2 separate regions of the Mus musculus genome follow, and region 2 is linked to region 1. A link is a contact called in public HiChIP or PLAC-seq data. All regions are on one chromosome and are shown on one strand. The core of a region is the stretch at or near the end of the contact, and the rest is flanking DNA. Distances in the headings are between cores, read along the strand shown. Region 1 overlaps Entpd1 (ectonucleoside triphosphate diphosphohydrolase 1). Region 2 has its middle 5.0 kb from the start of C330026H20Rik.

Evidence for each region. HiChIP or PLAC-seq counts read pairs in DNA pulled down with a chosen protein or histone mark.
Region 2: a contact with region 1 is called in an H3K4me3 HiChIP or PLAC-seq map of bone marrow-derived macrophages, with 3 times the contacts expected there. The contact joins two enhancer-like sites. A contact is called at or near these places in 1 of 115 datasets of contacts at active chromatin or transcription factors (bone marrow-derived macrophages) and 1 of 9 other capture datasets (embryonic stem cells).

What each region holds. Positions count from the first base shown.
Region 1 is chr19:40,682,906-40,687,833 of GRCm38.p6, forward strand. All of the region lies in intron 1 of Entpd1 (ectonucleoside triphosphate diphosphohydrolase 1), which reads left to right. Among named protein-coding and RNA genes, the nearest start is that of Entpd1, 26 kb to the left of the region's middle. Within about 2 kb of position 1,751, at least 81 of the 459 cell types and tissues checked have an H3K27ac peak or open chromatin away from gene starts, as enhancers often do. A contact at or near this core is called in bone marrow-derived macrophages, where this site is marked.
Region 2 is chr19:41,014,149-41,019,281 of GRCm38.p6, forward strand. It overlaps the pseudogene Gm4269. Among named protein-coding and RNA genes, the nearest start is that of C330026H20Rik, 5.0 kb to the left of the region's middle. Within about 2 kb of position 2,008, at least 61 of the 459 cell types and tissues checked have an H3K27ac peak or open chromatin away from gene starts, as enhancers often do. A contact at or near this core is called in bone marrow-derived macrophages, where this site is marked.

The DNA of each region.
Region 1 (4,928 bases), core at 501-3,000:
GGTCCAGCTACAGGCTCATCTGGGAATTACTGTCTTGGTTTGTGTCCAAGTTATTGGGGCAGAGGAATTGTTCTCACGGATTCTGGAAACTGAATTCAGACTCTAGGGGGACTTAGTGAACAGAAACCAGTGGGAGAAGTCACCCTACCGATTTCATACGCATTTAAGGTTAAGCTCTGGGTCCGAGGGTGGGATTGAAAGATGGGCAGGGACCTGGGTAACCAGACAGAATGTTGGTTGTATATCCCATTGTATGCTGGGCAATGGACTGAGATAAGGAAGTTTTCTTGGATCCTTCCAAAAGAGAGATAAATCCCAAGACATTTAGCACAGGCACGTGAGCAACTGGTTTCAGATGCCTTCTGCCTAATGGAAGAAAATCTATCATAGATTCCAGGAATTAGATGGGACTTATCCTTAGAGGACAAACTTACTCTGTCTTCTGTAGGACAGGGAAGAGCTGGCTAAGACAAGATGAAAGACAGATGGCTGATGGGAATTCTGTGAGTTGGAGCTGCTTGCCTTCTTGAGGTCTTGGTCCCTCCTGTTTTTTAGTCACTCACTTTAGAATATGCTGGTCTGACCTGATGATAGCCTGATAATCTGAAGAGCTGTGGAGGATGAATGCTAATTGGTGGCCTTCTCTAACCTGCTAATCCCAAAGCAAGAGGTCCATATGGAGCGTTTCCATCACACGAGGGCATCCCTCATCACACAAGAGCATCCTTCATCACACAGGGCATCCCTCATCACACAAGAGCATTTCTCATTGCACAAGAGCATTCCCTCATCACACAGGGCATCCCTCATCACACAAGGCATCCCTCATCACACAAGAGCATCCTTCATCACACAGGGCATCCCTCATCACACAAGAGCATTTCTCATTGCACAAGAGCATTCCCTCACTACACAGGGCATCCCTCATTGCTAGGTGGTGTCTCTTGCCTAGAATCCCAGTACTTAAGATGCTGAGACAGGAGGCTGGTGAGGACAAGACCAGCCAGGAGAGGGAAGAGTAGGATGGTACCAAGTCTACAACCTGAGGTCACTCCCTGGGATCCATGTGGTAGAAGGAGAAAATGGACTTTGCAAAAGTTATCATGCAGTCTCCATACTGGTGCCAACATGCAACACATAAAACACTAACTAACTAACTAACTAACTAGATCAGTATAATTTTTTAAAAAACCAACAAAAACTCTAGACTGGGCTACATGATGAGGTCCTGCTATGAGCAAGTGAACCTTGTGATTCAGGGTCTGTTTCTTCATTTTGCATGACTTACTGAGTGCAGAACTGAACCCTCCTCAGTTCCTGGTCTGTCTCCTTTTAGTTTCTGCTTTATTATGTAGACTGTCTCCTTTTTGTTTCACTTTCAAAGTCAGATATTGACAAACTGTGCAGGTCTTGCAGGGTGTGGCAAGATCCAGAGACCATGTCATAGAAGGAAGAACTTGTCAAAAGAGGTAGTAAGACATGGATGTGGCTGCTGTTAACAAGGAAGCGCTAAGTAAAAATTACCACTTTGTTTCTGGTCATTCAGAAAGTTTTAACTATTTAAAGAGCTGCTCATATGACCTTAGGGGTAGGGGTGGGGTGGGATGGGGTGGGGCAGGGGTGGGGTGGGGCGGGGGTCGGGGTGGGGGTGGGAAAGGGAAATCAATCTAATGCTGGAGAGCCACTGAGGGAAGTTCTTTGTTGGTGACAGGAGGGTAGGTGATGGTGAGCAAGGAAGATGTGAAGAGAGGCAGCCACGCCCATGTCTCCTCAGTGACTCCACCGGTCTGTTCATCTCCTCTTTGTTCTCCTTCCACTTTGTTGTTTCTCCATTTCCCAACAGCCTTTCCATTCTTTTAGCAAGTTCTGAATGGATTAGCTAGAATTCTAAGGCTGCTTTTCAACCCCTGGTCTCCCGGACCGCAAATGTTCTTCCGAGGTGGTAGTTATTTTGGAGGTGAAGTCTCTGGGCAGACGCCTAGGATAAGCACTCGGAGGTGGAAGTAGATGTTTGGTTGACTTGATACTCAGTCCCATATGGGCTGGCCATGCTCCTCTGCTTCAGCCTTAGGATTCGCATGCCTACAGGGTGTGTGTGTGTGTGTGTGTGTGTGTGTGTGTGTGTGTGTGTGTGTGTGTATGAACACTGTGTCTTACACACATACATTTTCTGAGGCTGTCAAGATGATCAAAATGTGATGTTTTATGAATATTTCTGCTCTCATCACATTTCCATTCCCTGGACCTGCTTTTACCTTGAAAATGCCCTGATTCACAATGATCAGTAGAATAATGGTCACCATTTACTGTGTGGGAAGCATAAACAGAGACTTTGTCTATGATTTCCCAAGGTGATTCATGCTGAATTCACATGAGACTCCAGCATTGTCTCTGGCCAGCACATCAAAGAAAACGGGCAAAATTGTCCCTGGAGTTGAGAGCAAACACGCAGTCTTTGCTATTTCCTTTCTGTAGGCTGACTCCTCCCTCAGGTCTGGCATGAGTGACACGTATGTTGCAGCTTGCTGCAATCCATTTTTTCCCCCAGGCTTTCTTTTGCATGTCCCATATTAGCTATAGAGCAATCCAACAGTCCAGTTTTTAGATTATATCTTCTATTTTAGGACTTGACATTAGTCCCAGAAAATTCAACTAAGTGTTGTTGAACTTCTTAGTTCATAGGTATTCAGAAAAAAACAATACCCATTTATATTTTTCCTGGCATTTTGGTGGTAGGGAAAAAAATGTTTGAATTTATTTTAAGGACAAATCACATGGCAAAAAGAATAACAAACACTTGTGGTTGCATTGGGAACCCGCTTTCGAGATAGTCCTGATTGTGGTAGGGAGGAACAGATGTGGAGATCTTTACAAAAAGATAGCTTTCTAGTGAACTGTTTTCTTGTCTGATTCTGATTACCATATCCTGCCTTCCTGAGGGAGGAATGGAGTTGGATACTTTAGATAACGAAACACATGTTTATTTTTCAAAAAGGAAAAAAAGTGGTAATTTGATTGTTTAGTGTCATAGACGAAAGGAAAATGGAGACAGGAGATCCGGTGTCTTATAGTCCTGGATGCTTCTTGAAACATCCTGCCGCCTAGTGATACGCCTGCTGCTCACAAACACAGCAGGCTTGGGGCACACTTTATGGAGATACTAAAAGCCACCCAAGGATTGGTTGTCAGGATGCTTATCACCAGCTATCCCCAGCAGCTCTTCGTCCTTGCCAACCTCAGAGGCCTAGAGACCCCTATGAGCCCTGTGGTTTTGAGTAGAGAATGGTGCTACCAGCAGGGTTTGAGGACCTGGAAAAGAACACTCTGACTTTGTTCCCCAGTCTTTGAGGGACCCAGGAAGTGGCAGTTCTGGAGAGCAATAGCAGTGTGACCTTTCAAATTCCACAGGGCTCGGGTCTTGCTTTTCCTTCAGCACACATTTAATGTAGAGCTGGACCACTTAGACACTGTTGGAAGGCACCCACAGGCCCCAGCATTCTTTGCCCCACTGAGTTGGAAGACAATGAAGAAAGAGAGGAGTGAGTTACCTGCTGGCAGAGGAAGTTGGACTGGGAGCTGGCTGGGTAGGGGGCAGCCTCCAGCAGGCCCAGATGATAATAGAGGTGTGTGAGTGTGAGGGAAGCCATGGGGATGATGGGGATGGCCGACCCGTGCAGTCAGCAACACAGGTAAAAGCTCTAAAGCTGTATATCGGAGTCTGAAGGAGGAGGTGCTGTTTGATGAGGGCACAGCAGCAGCAGCAGCAGCAGCAGCAGCAGCACACATGACCAGACAGCCACTGCCCATCCCCTTATCACACAGTGGTACTGAGAGCTAAGCTCCTCTGAGTATGTTTTTCTCTCTGTATCTCTTGCTGCTGCGACTAGACAACTTCACTCAGTTCTTGTTGACTAGCATTCAACAAGGTTCTTGCTTTTAGGCTAGCTTCACTAACTTCTGGGGAAAAAAAAGAATAGGAGGGAAGGGAGGGAGGGAGGAAGGAAGGAAGGAAGGAAGGAAGGAAGGAAGGAAGGAAGGAAGTCAAGCAGAGAGCCAGGCATTCAGATGAGCCTACTTCAGACCTGGGCTTATTTCTTACTAGACAGGCAATGTCAGCGTCAGACAGGTAACTTGCCTCCTCTAAGCCAAGTAACTTAATTTCACCGAGTACTGGGGCTTTGTTTTTGTTTAACATGCAGAATAACATTGATATCTGGCCTTAGCTTAAAGCTTTTTTTGTTGTTGTTGTTTTCGAGACAGGGTTTCTCTGTGTAGCCCTGGCTGTCCTGGAACTCACTTTGTAGACCAGGCTGGCCTCGAACTCAGAAATCCTCCTGCCTCTGCCTCCCGAGTGCTGGGATTAAAGGCATGCGCCACCACTGCCCAGCTGCTTAAAGCTTTAAATGATGTCATGGATGCATGCTTGGCCCATAGTTATCCTTGACTCTAGCAGCAGTTTCTAGAATAGTCTATTTTGGCCAAGATCATAAGGTCACAGGAAGTAAGATTGGGCACAGAGCCAAACCTGCCACTTGTGAAGCAGAAACCACTAGTTTGGGTTTCTCAGAAGATGTCTGTGTAAACCGGTTATACTTGACCAAAGGAAGCTGTAGGTAGATGTGCAGACTGGAAAAGAGAAGAGTTAAATGTGTGTCAGTTTTACCTAGCAACAAAAGCATGGAATCCACAGAGTAAGCCAAGCTTGTGCTCCATCTCCCCCTCTCTGCTTAGCATCATTGAGTGCCTCTGTGAGCCTTCTGATCCGGGGGTTTACTCTTACGCAAAGTAGCCCAGGAGAGGCTGCTGGGAGGCTTCCCTGAGCAGTGTCTGGTGAGGCAAGGAGTGGCAAATGTTCCACAGTTCGGTGATGTTGCTCTTGTTGTGTAAGGAGACAGGAGAGTACTTAAGACTGATGTTGAAGCAGCTGG
Region 2 (5,133 bases), core at 758-3,257, 330 kb after region 1:
GCAAGAAGTGACACCCACACACCCAGGGAAGGCAAGCCAAAAATCCCACTACAGTGTCATTTTCTACATGTTACGTTATGCAGAAACCCCAGCAGCTGCTAACCGTGGAAGGAAACGAATCTGTCTGGCGGTGGATAACTGTCAGCTGATATTTTCCTCAAAGAGCAGTGAGCAGATCATCAACGTCTATAAAAATTAAACAAATCCCAGCACGGCCAGGGCTACACAAAGAAACCCTGCCTTGGAAAACAATACAAGAAAAAAGAAAAATAAATAAATAAATAAATAAATAGGCACCTGGAGAAGATTTAAGAAAATTTCCTGTCACCAAGATGTCAGGAAAATGGTGGAGCCTGGACTTGAACCTCCTGTTATTTGTGTGATCCAGAGATGGATGATCAGGAAGCAAGAGGAGCCCCTACCTACACAGACAAGCCTTCCATTAGAGTTCCTTAAGTGTTGGCATTTCTTCTAGGCTCTGCCGCACAGTTACCTGGCAACAGTCAGGTGTGCCTGATTCACTATAAAAGGGGCTGCTTGCCCCCTCCTCTCTCCTCTTTCTCCCTTCCTCTCTTTCCTCTCTGTCCCTTCTCTCTCCATCTCCCCCCCCCCCCATATGCTCATGGCTGGCCTCCCTCCTCCTTCTCCTCCTCCTCTTCCTCCTCCTCCTTCTTCCTCCTTCTCTCTCTCTCTCTCTCTCTCTCTCTCTCTTTCTCTCTCTCTCTCTCTGTATCATCTACCCCTTCAACTCCTTTCCTCATTACCTAAATAAACTCTCTTCTATACTATACAGTCCTGTGGCTGGTCCCTGGGGGGGGGGGGCGGGGGGGGAAGGGATGCCCCTTCCCTCACACAATACCTTGCCTCTACCATACATATCCCTGGCTTCTTTTTTTATAAAACACAGCAATGAGTACAAGTAACATCATTAACATTTTAAGTGACAGAATTTAAAGAGCAGTTTCATAGTTTATAGCAGAATTAAGAGGGAAGTAAGGAGATGTTGTACATTTACCAAGACACACAGACTCTTCCCATTACCAAAGCCCCCATGAAAGCACTGGGTTGCTGAGCAGGCGAACCCGCAGAGACATATCAAAGCCCACTGCCTGCACTAGGGTCCACTTGTGTTGCACACATGTTGTTCCACAGATTTGAACAAATGTTTAATCACCATTCTGCCTATCCCATAGCACAATGCCTTTAATTTTCAAAGTCAGGTAGAGGGAAGTGTTTGCTATGCATGTTGTATGTGTGAGGCTTTGCAGCTGGAAGAGAAAATATCTTACCCACGCTTGCCCAGCTGCTAAAGCCAGGAGGAACACTAGGGCAAGCTCCTTTTCCTACAGAGTGGACACTCCCAAGCCTTATGTGGCATCTGGAATCCCCAAAGCTCTACAGGACCTGACACCTGAGTTACAGGATACCATGTGTACATTAAGGACTCGGGAGACAGCTCAGTTGATGGTCTTGCAGGTAGGGGGACCCGAGTTAGAGTCCCACAACACATAAAATGTGCTTCTAATTCCAGTGTTGGGTAATGATACAGACCCAGCCTACTCCACTTGGTAAAGTATGAGCAAGAGAGTGATGAGATTTGAAGCTTGCCCTATGGCTTCCACACAAAAGCACACACAAAAGCACACACACACACACACACACACACACACACACACACACACACACAAACATGTTGGCCAAATTGATGCCAGGTGAAAGCCACTAAAATACATTATACACATGTATGAAATTTTCAACTTATTTTTTCTAAAGCCTAGTGTCAGCCTTTGCAAGTAAAATGGATAATTTCTGCACACGGGAAAACACAAACAGACCGTGAGTCAGGGAACATAAAAACAAAAAAGGGGGTGCTGGAACCCCCTAAAGTCATTTCATCACTGTGTAAGTCACCAGATTTTTTTGCCTTCAGGCTCACAACCTGGAAGCCTTTTAAGGTGGAAATGCTGACCCCAAGTGGTGACAAGTAGAACTTCAACTCTGGCTAGTTCAGGAAGCCACTATGCTACTTTGCAAGTTAAAGCATGCAGTTGGCACGTCTGATGGATTCGGTTTGCTGCATCTCTCCTGGGTATATGACTGAATTTTCTCCCAAGAACCTGGCATCTGCGCTCTACCCTACAATCTAAGACCAGGCTGGTGCTGCTAATGAAGCCCCTTTTCTGCATTGCCCTTGTCTTCAGTGTGTGCTCGTGTGTGCCCGTGTGTGTGTGCCTGTGTGCGTATGATTGTGTGTGTGTGTGTGTGTCCGTGTATTTGTGTACATAGAGGCACGTGGATGGGTGGACCTGAGTACTCACAAGCTCATGTGTCATTAACCTTAGCGGAAGCGCACAGAGAAAATATGAGCTTCCCTCTTTTGTCTCTAGAGGGCGCTGCTTTTCTTTTTTATCCTCCACCTTGTCATTCCATCCCAGTCTAATGATTACAACCAATCCATTCAGTGACTTCCCTTTTCTGCTTGAGTGACTCCAGGAGATATGACATTCTTCAGATTTCTACCCCAGTGTGGAACCTGGATATGAGACATAGGAGCTATCTGTCCTTACGACACCATGTCCTACAGGCCATCTGACACTTTCTTCTGATGTCCTGCCACCTGTTACCTGGTGAGATCTTGGTGGTGCAAATCTAAAGACCTAGCAGTTAAGAGCAGTTCCTTCTGGGTCTCCATCATACTAGACTTCTATTAAGGAGGTCAAAGCAGATTTCCATCTCAGCTGTACTCCACAAACGTTCTACAGCACCGTTTTCCCTCCCACTCCCTCTCCTTCCCTCCCTCTCTTCCCTCCCCTCCCCATCTCCATCTCTCCCTCTCCCACTGTTCCCAGTCTGGCCTCTTCCTCTCCCCTCTCCTCTCTTTTCTGTCCTTCTCTGCTCCCCTTTCTCTGTCTCTACTCTTTTCCTGGTCCCTGCTCCCCTCCCTGGCTCCCTTCCCCCAATAAACTTCCCTTTGTACTAGGCTTGTCACTGTGGCTTGATTGCTGGGAGACACTTTGACAGGGGCCACTGAGGTACCCGCTGTCTTACTCTGTGTTTCATAAATCCCAGCAGTGAGGACTTCAGGAGTTAGTCAGTTCATAAGAGTGGAGCCCTTAGGAATGAGACTAGTGCCCTTATTAGAGACAGAGAGGGGCTGGCTGAGATGAATCAAGCCAGGAGAGAGACCTGCATTCAATCCCTGGGACCCATGTAAAGATGGAGTGAGAGAACAGACTTAAGGAAGGTGTTCTATGTCCTCCACATGTTACACTCATGTGAACACACACACACACACACACACACACACACACACACAAGAATGAAGCAATCTCTCCCCCATGCGGGATCTCAAGGGAGAATCTAGCTCAGTGGTTCTCAACCTTCCTAATGCTGCAACCCTTTAATACAGTTCCTCATGTCGTGGTGACCCCCAGCCATAACAGTATTTTGGCTGCTGCTTCATGACTGTAATTTCGCTACTGTTCGGAATCACAATGTAAATATCTGTGTTTTCCAATGGTTTTAGATAGTCCCTGTGAAAGGGTCATTCTAGTCCCAAAAGGGTCACAACCCGCAGGTTGAGAGCCACTGATCTAGTGGGATGAGGGCCATCTGGAAACGAAAAGCTGGCCCCTCACCGGGGATAATTTCCTGGCACCTTGCTCCTGGACTTCCCAGCCTCTAGACTCATGAGATAAACTGCTGCTTGTGCCATCTGGTTTGTAGTGTTTCTATTAGAGCTGCCTGAATTTAGGAGAAGGCATAATGACCCTGGATATGATAGCAAATGAAATTCACGTAATTATCCAATCAGGGCTGTGGCATCTTCCCTCAGCAGAAATTGTCCTGGATCCTCTGTCTTTTAAGATGATTATACTCGGCAGCTGCAGCGATGGTAATGTGTAAGAAGAATTGGATTGCCATCTATGAACTCCTTTTTAAGGAAGGCGTGATGGTCACCCAAAAAGATCCACATGCCCAAACACCCTGAGCTGGCAGACAGGAATGTGCCCAACCTTCGTGTAATGAAGGCCATGTAGGCTCTCAAGTCTAGAGGCTACGTGAAGGAGCAGTTTGCTTGGAGACATTTCTACTGGTACCTTACAAATGAGGGCATCCACACTCTCTCCGAGCTTACATGCACCACCCTCTGGAGATCGTGCCCGCCACCCTGCTCCGCAGCCATCCCCAGACTGGCAGGCCTCAGCTTAAAGGTCCAGAGGGTGAGCGACCTGCAAGATTCCCAAGAGGGGAGGCAGACAGAGACACCTACAGAAGGAGTACTGTGCTCCCTGGAGTTGACAAGAAAGCTGAGGCTGGGGCTGGCTTAGCAACTGAGTTCCAGTTTAGAGGTGGCTTCTGTCATGGACGCGGTCAGCCACCTCAGTGAAGCTGGGGATTATGTTGTATTAAACTTTAAAGAAAATAAAACCAAACAAAAAGATGATTATACTCATGAAAATTTGCTATTTTATTATTATTTGTGTGTTCATGGTGTATGTATGAGTCCATGTGCCCATGTGTGCAAATATAGAGGCAGGAGGAGGGTCTCTAATGTCCTGGAACTCACTGTTTTTGCTAGACTGGCTGGCCAGCAGGCTGCAGCAGTTTGCTGCCTGTACCCCACACGGTGCTGGGGTTACAGGTGTGAGTAGCCACGCCTGGCCTCTTACAAGGGCACTGGGGATCCGAACGCAGGTCCTTAAATTTGCGTGGTCAGTGCTTTTACCCACAATCCATCTCCCCAGTTCCTTCTCTACCTTTTCTAGTGGAGCCTCAGCTTACCAGCAGTGTGAAAATTTACTTCTTCGCCTGTGAAGCAACAGGTTGCCCCTGAATGTATTTGAAAGGAGTCGACCTCCTGAGCACCACGGAAACATGTAGTTTGCATAGATGTGTTTATGATATTTGGCTCATGATGCAAGCTGAACTATTGTCTCTATAACCTTCTAAATCAAATCTAATTTTTACTCAAAATTTAAAAAGGAAAGGATTATTCGTAGGTCTGTATTTTGAAAATGACTGCTGCATTGAACGTTGTTTCTTATGCCACCCTCCCCCCATGAATTCCTCTTTTTGAGAAACACTTAAACATTTAAAATAAAGTCTTAAGGTTGCTGAGTTAAGGGCTGA